2 separate regions of the Mus musculus genome follow, and region 2 is linked to region 1. Evidence: chromatin contacts called from public Hi-C data. All regions are on one chromosome and are shown on one strand. The core of a region is the stretch at or near the end of the contact, and the rest is flanking DNA. Distances in the headings are between cores, read along the strand shown. Region 1 overlaps Bnc2 (basonuclin 2). Region 2 has its middle 45 kb from the start of Cntln.

The links. A called contact is a pair of places that touch in the nucleus more often than the background predicts.
Region 2: a Hi-C map of the C2C12 cell line shows a contact between it and region 1, with 2.1 times the contacts expected there. The contact joins two enhancer-like sites. A contact is called at or near these places in 2 of 484 Hi-C or Micro-C datasets (the C2C12 cell line and the N1E-115 cell line).

The regions. Positions count from the first base shown.
Region 1 is chr4:84,452,255-84,459,932 of GRCm38.p6, reverse strand. All of the region lies in intron 3 of Bnc2 (basonuclin 2), which reads left to right. Among named protein-coding and RNA genes, the nearest start is that of Bnc2, 220 kb to the left of the region's middle. Within about 2 kb of position 2,177, at least 49 of the 459 cell types and tissues checked have an H3K27ac peak or open chromatin away from gene starts, as enhancers often do. A contact at or near this core is called in the C2C12 cell line, where this site is marked.
Region 2 is chr4:84,835,282-84,842,684 of GRCm38.p6, reverse strand. No RefSeq gene overlaps it. Among named protein-coding and RNA genes, the nearest start is that of Cntln, 45 kb to the left of the region's middle. Within about 2 kb of position 4,409, at least 3 of the 459 cell types and tissues checked have an H3K27ac peak or open chromatin away from gene starts, as enhancers often do. A contact at or near this core is called in the C2C12 cell line, where this site is marked.

The DNA of each region.
Region 1 (7,678 bases), core at 928-3,427:
ACAACAGCAACCCACCCCCAAAGCTTCTCTCCATACATTACAGTAATGAGATTTCAAGTATAGCTTCTAGTGAGAACCAGAGATTTTATTTTTTAAAAAAATTATATTGATAGAAAAGGGGGGAGCACTTTTTTCTTCATGTAGTTTACATGAGTTAATATAATTTTACTGCAAGTTTACTCTTAATAGCTCTGCCCATACAGTGTTAAAGTTTTTAGGGTGCTTCTAGCTAGCTTTTTTTTCCTCTCCCATATTCATTTTAAAACCAAAGAGTATAATGTATATAATGTAAGCTGTTATTTGCTTACCCGTGTGTTATGAGCATCATCTGTATCATAAAATCATTAAGTTTTGATGTTTTCTTAGGAACTGTATTAAAAGTCTGGTTTATACTTGCCTTTCCTTGACAGAGTTGGATCATGTACTTTCATAAGTTGGTTTTGAACTTTCTGCTTTGAGGTTCCATGTTAGCTAGTGATTTAGTACTGTAGTGTTTTAAAAGTGTAACATCGCTGGGCGTGGTGGCGCACGCCTTTAATCCTAACACTTGGGAGGCAGAGGCAGGCGAATTTCTGAGTTCAAGGCCAGCCTGGTCTACAGAGTGAGTTCCAGGACAGCCAGGGCTACACAGGGAAACCCTGTCTTGGAAAAACCAAACCAAACCAACCAACCAACCAACCAACCAAAACAAACAAACAAACAAACAAAAAGCTTAATATCTCCCTGTGGCTTCTCTGTGGCTCTGTGTGCTGTTCTTATTTATGGGTAGCTGTGGTCTTTCAAACCTGAGTGGATTTCCCTCATTTGCCTTGTCTCATTGAGGAAGGTGTGGTGCCATCTTTCTGGCCCGAGCCAGCTCTAGTGATAGATTTGATGAACGGTTGCTTTGGACCTGGCCCTCACCAAGTGCACCTGAATTCACTAAGAATGAATTTAAATCCCAAGGGTCAAAGTTGCACTTCATGTGGCAATTCTTAGCTGCATAAAAACAAACAAAAAATATCCATAGAACTGTGGTATAAACAAAAAAAGAAGATGTAGTGTTGTTATGACTTTTGGATTAGATTACTGCTGAACCAAGCGTCTTTTTGACACAAGCTAAAAATAACGTGTTTGGCTAATTAGGCGATAAAAGCAAACATCAAAGGCAGACCTTTCCGTTAGTCCTACACTGGCTTCCTTGTATTTAAAACGCTAGCCAACAAATAAAGTGTTTGACCGTTGTTATTATTCGTTTTTAGTTGAGACTTAGTGGAAAACAATATCCCTAGGTATTTGTTTTTCTCAGCTTGATACTTAACCCTACTACCAATCACTAAGTAATAGTGAAATGTAACAGCTACTGCCTTGTCACAACAGACACTTAAAAACGATTTCTGCTTTTTCCACATTAACACGTCTAGATTAGGAAAGTGGAGCATATCTCTCCCTTTCAGTGATATTTATTCATGGGAATGATGGTGTGCAGCAAGAAAAAGTGCGTGCATGTAAAAATACCTTCAGCTTGCCAGGGAGGTTGCTTTATTTTTTTTTTTTTCCAGAATGCTCTTGATTTACAAGTGAAACTTACTCTTGTGTGAAGGGCAAATTTAAATAGTAGGAATTCATGCGGTCACTAGTGAGACATCAGTTGAAAAGTCTGGGTGTTGTTTTCTCTGTGTGGTTTCAGGTGTGTGTGTGTGTGTGTGTGTGTGTGTGTGTGTGTGTGTGAGAGAGAGAGAGAGAGAGAGAGAGGGGGGGGGAGAGAGAGAGAGAGAGAGTGTGTCTGTCGGTGAGCATCCGTGTTTACTGTCATTCCTTGCCCACTCTGTCCCCTCTCTTACTCAGATACATGTATATAGGCCACCTTCAGTCAAGGCATGTGACCCGTCCCACATGTGTCTCTGTATGTGTCCACATCCGCTCCTTTTATTGCTTTCTTATGGCATTCTGCTTTACAAAGTGACATTTTCTGAAAACAGTATGTTTTTACATTTTGTGGGGTTTTCTCCTTATCTCTGTAATTCCTGAGACTTTTTCTAAACAAGATGCCTGGCATTTTCTAAGGACAGAGCAGAGACAGAGCCGCCCCGAGCAGGCAGACACACTTACATTGCTTGTGGTTTTTCAATACAGCTGCGTTCAAATGGGCCTGCCTTTTCGGCACTGGTTCCAGTGCCAAAGTCAGACTGTCACACAGCTGGTAGTACTTACTGTACTTGCGGGAAACTATGTGATTCATTAGTTGGAACCGTATGGTTTTCACCAGTTCTGGTCATGTTTTTGTTAGGATGTGGTAAAAACATAAGCAGAGGGTGAAGGGACAATGGAAGCATGTGACTTGTTAAGGACTGGCCCCAACCCATTATTAGTTAAATTGTTCACCATAAAATGTCCTCTGTACCTCATAAGACAAATGACTTAATTTTTTATTCTTCAGTTGAGGTCATTTAGTCATAAGTAGTAAAAATTATCAACACTAAGCTCTTTTTGTCTTTTTTTTTCCCCTTTCTGCAAAGTATCATGATCCATTTAAACCCCAAACTGTAATATGAAGAGAAGTCATGCAAGTAAAAGATATTAATTTGCTGAAAAATGTCCATGACGGGTGAAGAACTTTTAACTGGAGTGAACTCTCGCTACTGATAAAATATGAGTGTGGTATTGCAGTTAATAAGAAACACTGCTAATACCACAGGATATGTGGAGAACAATAAACGGGAGTTCCTTTGTCCAAGCTCACTAGAGTTTATGGGTGGATGAATGAGTCTTTCAAATATTTTTGTCACTAATAGAGTTGGACTAGGGTGTTTGCAGTGTTTGTTACTGGGGTTGTGCAGAGCCGCTGGGCTGCACTGTGTCGCCCCTTAGCCCTCTATGGGGTAGTCTTTGAGACTGAGTGTTTCACACCTGCATAGGGTGAACTACAGCCACAGTAGAGTGGATTCTGCAGATGGTGTATTGTCTGTGCATAGGCATTTGCTTTCAAATTCACGTTCCTTTGAATCCTCCCAACGCTGTACCTTTGCCCCCTCTCTCCTAATCTACTATTGCAAAGGTGACATTTTTGAAGTCTTTGTGGGTAGTCTATTGGCAGATTATGCGTCCACCCTCTGACTCCGTTTTCTAACCGTTTCCTTTTAGAGCTCTGCACCGTTCATGCCTCAGCACATATGCTCCTGCAGTTGCGGCACTCTGCAGAATTAGAACCAGGTCTGTCTCTGACAATTAGCTCAACTGGCTACAGCATAAATAAAGGAATGCGCTCAGGGGCTGTAGTCTGTGACATGGTTTAACAGAGCGTAAAAAGGTGCATCTGTTCCCTGCCCACATTCAGTCGCCTCACTGTCACTGGGAAGTTATCGACACGGAGACATGCCTGTGCTGTTTGGTAAACAAGCGGCAGGTATTAAATTAATGGGGCTGTGAGCGTGTGCAAGTGCTGCTTTATTAAAAGCTCTGCTTTCCGGACTCACTGCTGGGCCACAGGCCGCCACTAGAGTATCTATTAAGATGACTCATGGCAGGGAATACTTCAGCACTTTGTACTCATTTCTAGGGGGGACCATTGACCTCTGGAAGCCTGATTAGGGAGAAAGGGAACAGAAGAAAGGTGGCCAGTGAACAATTGACACAGAGTTAGTAGACTGAGCCAGAAACAAGGGGAACTGAGAGCAGCACAGAGCTAGGCTGAGGTGTAAATCGGACTTTGGAATCCAATCCCAAGTTGCAGCTGGTGTTTCGTTGTTAGTTTCTCTTGCTTTTGTACCTAACTCTCCTCATGGCTGATACTTGATGTGAGTTCTGAGATGAAGAAGGACTACCTGGGAAGTGTACCTTTCGTTACCTCTCCTGGGTAGGCAATGAAATTCTGGAATTTGCTTCCAAGTCATTCAGTTAGACATTTGTTATATCTTTGAGCATTTGTCTGACTTTGCATTTAATATTTTAATGGTAAAACAGTACGTATATGTATATATATCATATATGTATGTATGCATGTGTATATATGTGTTTTTGTATATATACATGTGTATAAATATTATATATCTATGTATACATGTGTATATATGTGACTATATGTATATATGTGTATATTCATATGTATACACACATACATGTGTGTATTCATGTGTGTATTTGTATGTATATACATATGCATGTGGATATATACACATGTATATGCATATACATACAAATATATATATACACACATGCATGTATATATATGTGTGTGTGTTTCTGTGTGTGTATATCTATCTATCTATCTATCTATCTATCTATCTATCTATCTATCTGAGTATGTGTGTGTGTGTCTATGTATCTTCACACATAGATATATATGTGGTCTTTTGCTTTCACGTAGTGACACAATAATTGCCAAGGTTTGTTTTATCCCAGCTTCAGAATTCTTCATTAGAGTGTGACATGTAGCTGAATATGATGCCATGATGAGTGGCTCTGTATTCCCATTGTCTTATCCTCTTTAAGCATTCTGAAGACATACTGAGTGAGGTCTGTAGGCAAACATAAGAAAGTAGTACTTGGTGTGCACATCTGTGCTGAAGAGGCCATTATTTAAGAAGGCTCTCTGCTTTCTTCCTAGGTATGTTTCTTTTTAGGGCCCCAACTATCTGCTCATCCATTAGAAGATGATGTAATGCTAACGGTATCTCACCCCTACACAATTTGAAACAAAAAATGATTCCAGTTGGCCAGACTTAATGTGAATGACCAGAAGGCGCTATGCATTCTCCGTTGTATTTGAAGAGTGCATCTTGGAATCTCTTTTCTGGCTTCCCAGCCTTTTGGTTCTCATCCTGGAGATCTTACAACTGCACCTGCATGCCTGCTGTCCAGCCTCATCTTTAACTGCAAACTTCCATTACAGAATGATGTCTGGGTAGAGGAGTGGAATGGGAGAGGTGACAGGCATGGTGGAGAGGAAGCATCTGTTTTTATTGTTGAAGAGAGGCTGACACAGGAAAGTAACCCCCTGTCTGGACAGTTAGTGATGCCCGAGACTCTTTATCTTTGTAGCATCTCTGCTGTATGAAGTTTAATAAGGCAGCTGTGCGGCTTTTAAAAGCCAGTGGATTCCATTTTTCATGTGTGCCCCTGTGTTCGCTCTGAGCTGCTCTCACTGCCGACTTCCTTCTTTCCCCCTTTCCTTTTCCTTTATCTCAGGGGAGTTCCCTGAGTAGCAAGACTGAAAAAGAGCTGAGGTTTATGTTAGAAGAAATTAAGGTTAATGATCATTGGCTCATTTTCATATTCTGTGGGTGTGGATGCAGGGTAATCAGTGCAGGTGGCCCTGCCAGTTGGGAGTTTTTCTTTGTCATCAAGAAAATAAGGAGAGTGCAGGGATTGAATTACCACAACTATTTCAGGGCTAAACATATTTCATTTCCCTGATCAGGTCTGGTTTAAGGACACAAAGCTGACATTAATTTTATCCAAAGAAAGCACAGCTTTTTTTTTTTTTTTTATAATTTGACTGAATGCATAGGGTAGATGCATGTTCAAATTTAATTCTAGTATAATCTTACAAATAATTCTCTGAAAAGCAAAGGCGTTTTGATTCAGTTTGACAGTTTATGTTTCTGTGCCCAATTACCACTTAGTTATTGAATGTTAAAGAGCTGCCTTCTAAACTGCGCTCTCTGACTGCGCCAATTGGCTTCCCAGCTGCCTGCTATTACATGTGAGGTGCTCCTTTCTAACTTTTAAAAGGATGTACACATTTGAAGTAGTTATGTTTAGCTAGCAGAGGAAGTGGGGGATTTGGTTAGGAAGTGCTTGCTGGCCTTGAAAATCTATCTCGTGTACATTCTAATTTCAGCCACATAAAGACTTCTCTATAAAGAAATATTTGTTGGATTAAGGAAAAAAAAAAAGGACAAACTTAAATGCCCAAACTAGGAAAATAACCTTGACTAACAAAAAATTATGACTTCCTTTTGTTTTTGTGTTTTCTTTATACTACTGATGGTTCTGCAAGGGAAGTGTTCCCGGTTAAATACATGGAAGAGGGAATTTTAAAAATTGGCCAGAGACAATAAAAGTCGCTGAGGAAGAGGGCCCAGGACTCACCATGCATGGCTGGTTTTGCTTTTGTAGCAAAATGTGGCAGGCTGCTCAAGTGGCCTGGTCTGATTTTAGGCACAAGGTTTATTTGGCTGTCCCACCATGGGTGTAATATTAATGATACTGATGTAAAATTAACTTTTATGTTGTGTGAGCACTTTTTCCTGGCCTCTCCTTTAAAGTGACAGTTTTCTGAAATATATCTGTCTAGGTCTGTTGCCACAATGAACATACATGTAATTTTGCTTTCGTTGCGAAACATTTGCTGTAATGAGGTGTTTAGGCCAAGTCCAAGTGGAGGTGGGCTGTGCTCTCTATGGTGTGTGGTATGAGTCTACATGCAGTTGAATATTCATGACATGGCTGTTAACATAAATACTTGCAGTTATTAATAACACATGAAGAGACCATCCCCAAACATTCTCAGAGCAAGAATGTTTCAGGGGTAAACCCTTTGCTGTGAGAAAATAAGATTTAAAAAGATAGTTTAAGAAATAGAATTGAGAAGTAACACTTTGGAATATTTTAAACAATAAATTTAGCATAGTTTAAGAAGATACTGACTAAGCTAAAATGATTGAAGGAAATGATCTTATGAAAGCTATCATTTCCAAGTTTATGCAAAGGATGCTTTTGGTTTAAGAAGTATCAGGCAAGAGGACAGACATGTGTTATCTCGTTTGCTCTTCAAGGAGTCCTTTCACCTTATGCCTAATGATACACCTTAAAATGACCCCACTGGATTTGGTTGAATGTCTCTGATAATAGCCATCCACATTGTGACCCACATGTATTTCTTACTAGCCCAGAAATGAACAGCTCTGAATCAGTTTAGCTTTGCTTTGGCAGTTCCCTGGGAATGCTTACAGAAGCAGATAATTGAAGCCAGTGTTTTACTTTCACATAGGTTAGAGATGTAAAAATTAGCTTTAGGGTCAGCTTTATGGTAAAGAAGAGCTTCTTCAAAGGTCTCTGGGTTGCTTTTCAGAGCTGGGGAGCAGCTTAAGCCAACCCACGGCTTCTCCACCCAGCTGTTGCTGTGGTCATCTGCCCTTGACTCCCTTCACTGATCATTCCTCTTGGTTCTTTCTTTCACAAGTCCTTTCCTATGGACATGCATCCTATCAGAGAATTCACAGGTTGCTCTAGTCTACTAACTCACTGTGCCGGGACCATAGCCTGTACTTCGCAGCTTCTAATTTTTTTATTGTAATTTTTTTTGGGGGGGGGTGGTGTTCTTATTCTTAAGTTTTGCTTGCTCTTCAGTACTGACAAAGTGAAATACTGACATAGCCTATACAGGAATAGCAATGAGAATCGGGTGAAATTCATCCTGATCCATTTTGTCTAGCTGGGCATATAAAAATTATCATTTGTATATGTAACAAATAGAAGCACTGATATTCATTCACATGACTGCCTCTTGGATACTGTTCAGTCTTCTCTTACAGAATGCTCAATATCTGGTGGCTGACTTGACTATTCTGATTCTTCTACTGGAATATATCCATTGGGGGTCATGAATGCTTTACATATACAGTGGCATACATCAGCAAGGCCTCCACTTAGACAAGATATATGGTTTAGTTTCATGTACATGTATTAAACAGCT
Region 2 (7,403 bases), core at 3,160-5,659, 380 kb before region 1:
ACTTGCTGACTGGATTTTTTTTGTCAATTGTTATTCTGCATTTCTCACCAATTACCTGTGTTCTGTGTTACATACACTACAGTTCCCAGGGGCTGTGCGACACATGGGTCTATTATATTATTATAGAACTGTTTTAGAAAAATCACCTCACTTGTAACTTATTAAAATAAGTTCTGTTATACTTTTTTATGGTGAATTTAACTTTATGCCTATCTGTACCTTGCGCCTCTTTTGTCCGTGGCTCGTTCCAGCCTCTCCTGCCTGGGTGCTGACTGTGTTTTATTAACTCTGCATGAATATAGTCATCTTCTGAATATAAATCAAAAGTATTCTCACCCTTCCGTTAGCATTATTCTTCTAATCCTTCTTATTTATCATCTGCTGAATCCCTCTTCTAGCTCATTAATAATGTGGCTAAACAAGGCTAGTTCCTGTCCCTGCCATACCATCAGAAACTGCCTATATCTAATAGATTAACATTCATCATGACTGGTGCCTGCATGGAGCCAATTTTTAATACCTGTGACAAAAAGTCTCATTCTAGCCAACTTAAATCTGTTGCATCAGTAATTTTGTGAGACACCATATATGATTCTGTCACACTGAGGCTCTAAAGTCTAATGCCCTGGACTTCTGAATTCTTTTTTCCAATCATCTCAAATCATCTAATTAAATAAGACATCATCTTCTGCTGTTTGCTTGGTGTTTTGGCTCCTGCATTTAGTCACTGAATCCTGTCTTCCTGTCACTCTCCCTAGGGAAATTTTAGTCACTGAATCCTGTCTTCCTGTCACTCTCCCTAGGGAAATTTTACTACCGCTGGTCACTCTATGGTTCCCAATCTGTGGGTCAAGACCTCTTTGGGAATCGTATATCAGATACTTGCATCACAATTTATAGCAGTAGCAAAATTATATTTGTAAAGTAGCAATGAAATAATTTAATGATGGGGGGTCACCATAAAACGAGGAACTGCATTTAAGGGTCACAGCTTAAGGAAGGCTAAAAAACCACTGTTCCACAGAATATCCTGCCTCCCTCCCTTCGCCTGAAACATCCAAGACAATTTATCTTCCTAACTTATTCCTCTGTGAGGCCTTCCAAAATTATCCACCATTTTCAGCCACAGCCTCACACTCATGCCCACTGCCTCAGAACTAAGCACTCTCCTTTATAATAACCCCAGAGCTCCAGGCATGGTTATTAACGCCGCTAAACCCAGCAGATGTGTAGGATCCAGAATAATGAGTGATACCCACCCAGCTCCTTCACGTCTGACTCTGTTCTCACACACACACTTTAAGCCAGGATGCTGTGAGATCGGGTGTGTCACTACCTGTCACTATTTGTTCCTTGTTTCTTCTCCATGCCAATGGCATCAAGGGTTAGATCTTAGACTAATAAGAGTCACATTCCTAAGAAAGATGGCCCTGCTCCCCTTAATTTTCCTGACGTCCTTTATTTAGCAATTTAGGTTCTGAGTTCAAAGGCTTTCCCTTCTGTGTAACTGAAAGCAACATTCTGATTAAGCAATCAATTAGTAAGCGGGTTTATTTTTTTTTTAAATTAACCCCTAAATTTGTGTCCAACATTGCACTATAAATGCTAAAGAAGGATTTTCAAACTGCATGGAAACCCATAAGGAGATCAACTGAGTGTCATAAAATCAACTGGGTAGGTCACAACTAGCATTTAAAAAGAAGGACGTCAGATCATATGATATGCGTATTACTGGATCTAAATGTCATTTGTATTTTTTAGGGGTAGGTCCCAGTTTACAAAACAAACAAACAAACAAACAATATTCTAGACAGCATAGAAGAATACATGCTTATTTCTTTGTGTGCAGAAATATGAAACTTGTGCACAGGAAAGCGAATGATTCTGTTCTTATCTAACTCAGCTCTGGTTACAGGCAGGTTTGCCTGTGAGTTTGATCAAAGACCTTTGATAGGTAATGTGGTACTGTGGCTGAGACTATTACAAGTGATTAGAATAGGGATTCTGTGTGAAGAGAATTTTACTAAAAAAAATAAAAAATAACTGACAACTAATAATTGAATGGAGTGCTTAGGTGTTTACATAAAGACTCCAAAACAAGATTTGCTACAACGGATTCCATGAGTCGGCGACATCCATGATCTACTGTAACGAAACTCAAGAACTGCAGTGACTACGGGTTCTAACTGGCCCACCCACCCAGGCCCACCACATCTCAGCCTTGACGGATGCTTCCTTTCCTCAAATACCCTCACTGTCATTTCCCACAGTTTCTTTAATCGAATGCCACTAGTAGCATATAGCACCACCACTGACCGTTTACCTCCATGTTATCTATAGGATGGTCACCCTACAGTGACATCATTTGATAGTATCTTGACTTTTTTTTTCTATCACTGGGTCTAGAACAGGCCCAGGCACAGCCTACATTCCGTAAATACTCACTGAACACATAACAGCCAAAATATCTCTAGATTATCTGGATGCTACAAATTCTTTCCTATTTTGGAATAGCATTAGGGCAATTGAAGTTTGGGTAACAACGGATTTTTACTCTTGCTGGTCTATATTTCCTTGGAAGTGCATAAATAAATAATCTTATCTAAAATGAGTAGTGAGGTTTTGCTTCAGAGGACTAAGCTTGGGCTTTGTTCCTCTCGCCTCTTGGACACGTACCCTTCCCTAATGCCAAAGTGCCTCTTCATTTCCCACATGCAAAAGCAGTACTGCATCTTCACCCTTCCCTGACAGGATGGGTAGGCTGAACCGAGGAATAAGCTGCTAACGATAAAATGAACACGATCACGCACACCTGAAAGAACCGTCCTTCAAGTGATTTAAGCTAATCATTTAACAGAGTGATAATCAAGATAACTTACCTTCATTTTAAATTTTCAGAGTTCATTTCCTTTTGAGCTCTTTGGCAGTCAAAACACTTGTGAGCAGTAGGTGGGAACTCCTAGGAAATGTGCATTGTGCCAATCAGGCCTGACTTTGAAAGTAATTTCTGGGAAGGACCCAAACCAACCGTGGGTGTTGGAACAGGGACCTCTGCTTTCTGCTGTGTGTGGCAATGTTCACCAACATCAAATTACTTGATCTGCAGAAACTTCCTATGGCTAGGCCAAGCTAGTAATCACCACCACAAACAGGCATTTTAAGTGATTTAATGTGATTTCTGCCCTATCACACAGCTGGTAGCAGAACACAGACTAGATTTCAGGTTTATAATTTCATACATTTCTCCTAAAATATATTTTATTCAAATTCAAACAATAAGTAAAGACTTTATAAGGCTCCCGTATATCCATCCCATAATCAGCCTCCAAACACTGACACCATTGCACGAATCAGCAAGATTTTGCTGAAAGGACCCTGATATAGCTGTCTCTTGTGAGGCTATGCCAGTGCCTGGCAAACACAGAAGTGGATGCTCACAGTCAGCTGTTTAATGGATCACAGGGCCCCCAATGGAGGAGCTAGAGAAAGTACTCAAGGAGCTAAAGGGGTCGGCAACCCTATAGTTGGAACAACAATATGAACTAACCAGTACCCCGGAGCTCGTGTCTCTAGCTGCATATGTAGCAGAAGGTAGCCTATTCGGCCATCATTGGGAAGAGAGGCCCCTTGGTCTTGAAAACTTTATATGCCCCAGTACAGGGGAATGCCAGGGCCAAGAAGTGGGAGTGGGGGGAGGGGAGTGGAGGGTGGGCTGGGGGACTTTTGGGATAGAATTTGAAATGTAAATGAAGAAAATACCTAATTAAAAAAAATAAAATAAAAATAAGGCACCCATATAGCTGTTGTTTGCAAGGTTTGCACGGGTGTATTTTATAGTGTGGTGATAACGAAGAGGTCAGAATTCCACATCTTTCTCCTTTTCCTTTTTGAGGTTGATTCTGCTCTCCAAAAGCCTGCCAGCTTGGCAAGCTAGAGCAGGAGAGAAACCTGCAGGTCCACCCCGTGGCAGGCAGGCCAGCATCCTCTCTCCAGGCCAACAGGCCATTCTACTAATGGGCTTTTGTATTTCATAATTAAATAAAGAAGTCATGTAATGAATGTTCACCTCTTTACTTGATGGAATTTTGGTCTCTTGAGCTACCTAAGGTATGTGTGTCATAAATAAAATTCTAAATATATTTTAAAAGCCTGTAACATATGTTTGAAGTAGAAGTCGAATTCCCTTTGAGAGAGAGAGAGAGAGAGAGAGAGAGAGTAGAGAGAGAGAGAAGACCTGAGAAATTTAAGGGGAAATTTAAGGAATTTGTGTGTGTTGTTGTTTTTCAAAAGAGAAATAAAACTCTGGTGGTTTCTTCTCCCCTGGTTTCTGCTTTGACAGTTGTGGGTGTGGCAGCCAGTATCCCCTCATCACTATGACTCATACTCATTTATGGAGTCAACAAAAAGTGCCATCCCAGGAAGCTCTCCTTCAGAATACCTCTGTCTCTGGAGCCAGTTGCCACATTACAATCATGACAACAAATGGACTGATGGCAGCATCTGCTTAATCTGACATTTGTCCAGTGTCACCGCTGCACTGTCCTTAACTGAGACTATTTATTTGATGTGGTCTAGTTTCTTCATTTCCTAGTTACCAAAACGAGCTTAATTTAATCAACCCCGACTGGAAAGCTGTCAGTCTTCACGGCTCCTCATCTTATCTTTGATGCTTAAAGAACATATGAACCAAATATTGTCTTAATCTAAATGGTTGGATTTTTCTGATGTCATATTAATATTCCAAGACTGTTTCGGCTGTTTGTTAAAAACCAAGAACATTACAGAGTTTCTAAAGTTTCTAGGAAATGAAAAATAAATACTAGCTGATATTTGTGACATACATTTTATGCAAATGGAAGAAGCCAGTCAGCAAAATTATAAACTCTTTTGTAAATTCCTGAGTGAATTCAGAAGATATTTAACATACTAACCAGTTAATATTATGTTCTCTGTGAATTAGAAATAATCTTAATCCTACAGATGAAAGATGAATAGTTCTACAAGAACCCACTTTCCACTTTGTACCTCTAATAATAATTGTGTTTTAGTAAGGAACTAGAGATGATTTTCCTATGATAGGAGAAAAACATCATTGACCTTTCATAATAAAAATTTGTAAAATGCTGTAAAACAAAGAAAATCAGGTTTGTCTGTCCTTCGAGGATTCAGGTGCCGAACAGACTCCCTGGTTAGTTCTACTTACCATTTGGACAGTTTTCAAGTGCCATATTTGAATCTATTTGTGATGTAATCATTGTAAGATTGGTGCATTGTCTAGTCATTGATATTCAAGGACCATTTGCAAAACGATGTTCAAACATAGTGGACGTATTATTACAACCACTCCTTTTTAGTATGTGATCATATACACGGACATCACAAAACCCAATATTGCCATCCACACTGGTTGTTCAATAAAACCTAATTATGTGTATAGAAGCCCATTCTATAGCTACTCTGCCCTCCACAAGAGCCTTAGAATAAGTGTGTGGCCAATGTTGCCCTCTAGTGGTTAGCATACCCAGGTGAGTCGGAGTACCCGAGATTCCCCTCCTGAGTTGTATATGAGACAGCCAGGGAGACAAACTTGGAAGCTGGTAACAGAAACCTTAATAAAGCATATGTGATATAATTTGAGTGGTAAAAACTGTTTTCATTATTATAACACTGTATTTGATCTCTACCAAGGCTATACTCAGCACAAAGAGTAGCTGGACTGAATTGTTGTGGTTAAAAAGAAACTTTTGTGGAATGTTCTGAGAGTTATAAATAATATTTTATTGTTTTGATATTCATGTACTTTGTGAATTCTCATTTTCATTGCATGAAAGCATATTGCTCAACTGCAATCTTCATCCTCTGTGTGCTCTTATTGCAGAAGAACCTTCTGCCTTCCTTCTGGTCCTTTCTCACTCACGGCCAGTGGTTAGCATGGGCTCCAGTGCTATCCCTTCTCTCTGCATGACTAACGCCATGTTTCTGGTTCAGGGATAAGTATCCATATACCTTAAGATAGACAGAAATGGAAATAGGCTTCCCTCGTGGCGACTTTCTTCTCTTACTAGAATAACCTATCACTGTGGTTCTTAACCTGTGGGCCATGACCCCTTTGGGTGCCCTTTCACAGGGTCATATCAGACCACCAGAAAACACAGAGATTTGCATTATAATTCCTAACCGTAGCAACATTATAGCTACGAAGTAGCAATAGAAATATTTTTCTGGGTGGGGGTCACCACAACATGAGGAACTGTAGGAAATGGTCACAGCATTAGGAAGGCTGAGAACACTGCTCTGGCATTTCTTCCCCTTCTCCACATTGTCTATTCTTCATCACACACAAAGCCACAATGAGCACAGCTCAGACTGAAGTCAGTGGATCTACCTGCCACTATGTTGTAGGAAGCTAAGCTGTATGCACGCTTCACCATTTAGCATTTGCTTTCTGAAGTCAAGATGGAACTAAAGTTAGACACTATTCAAAACTTAAAAAGTTAAAGGGGGGCTAGAGTATTGTCACTAATAAAGCTGAGAGTAGTGACACATGTACAGGCTCCAATATTATTAACAACATTGGCAAGAAGTTGGCATTGAGATATGCCCTGGCAAGGGCTGTGTGCCCTCCAGCTGCACTAGCCGTAACTCAGGAGAATCTAATTTACATTACTCAGCATTAGACCTGGAAAGACCTAGCTCATCCATCAATGGTCCAGACACCAGCAGCATTTGAGGTGTAATTTGAAGTTGATGAACATTTGCTGTCTAGGAGATAAGGCTATTTTCTCTCTATACAAAAGAATTTGCACCTGTCTGTGACAGTCAGAGCCAATTATGGGTAAAGCTCTAATTTGTTTATGGTCTAGACTCCTAAGACAATAATTCCCAGCTGCATTACTTTTCATCCTCAACAGCCAGAGGTTCCCTGGCCATGTAAAGGCCTCCTGAAGGTCACTATACACATGTACCCAGTGCCATAGATTTAATGTCTGTGTCTTCTATGCCTCATTTCTCAGTCTTACTCCTACCTTGAATACTCTATTCACTAGCCATCACCTACGAAGCAACTTGCTTCTCTCACTCTTGGGTGATAGATAATGGTGATAAGTTAATAAAATAAATTATATTCAGCATTGCTGGAGTCATTTTTAAAAATGCACATAGTTCTCGTTGTACAAATACACCACAATGGGATATGATCTTTAAAGAAATTTTTATTTAAAAGTAACTGTCAATGATAAAATTTCAAGTAAAACTTCATGGAATAGATATTTCTCAACAAATAAGTGTCTTAGATTTTTCAAATCACACCTATCTTTAAACTGCTCAATCTTTATTTAAAGAGCTCTACTCTTATATAGCTAGCCATTCATAAAATACTCGTCCTAAACCATAGATATTTAAGT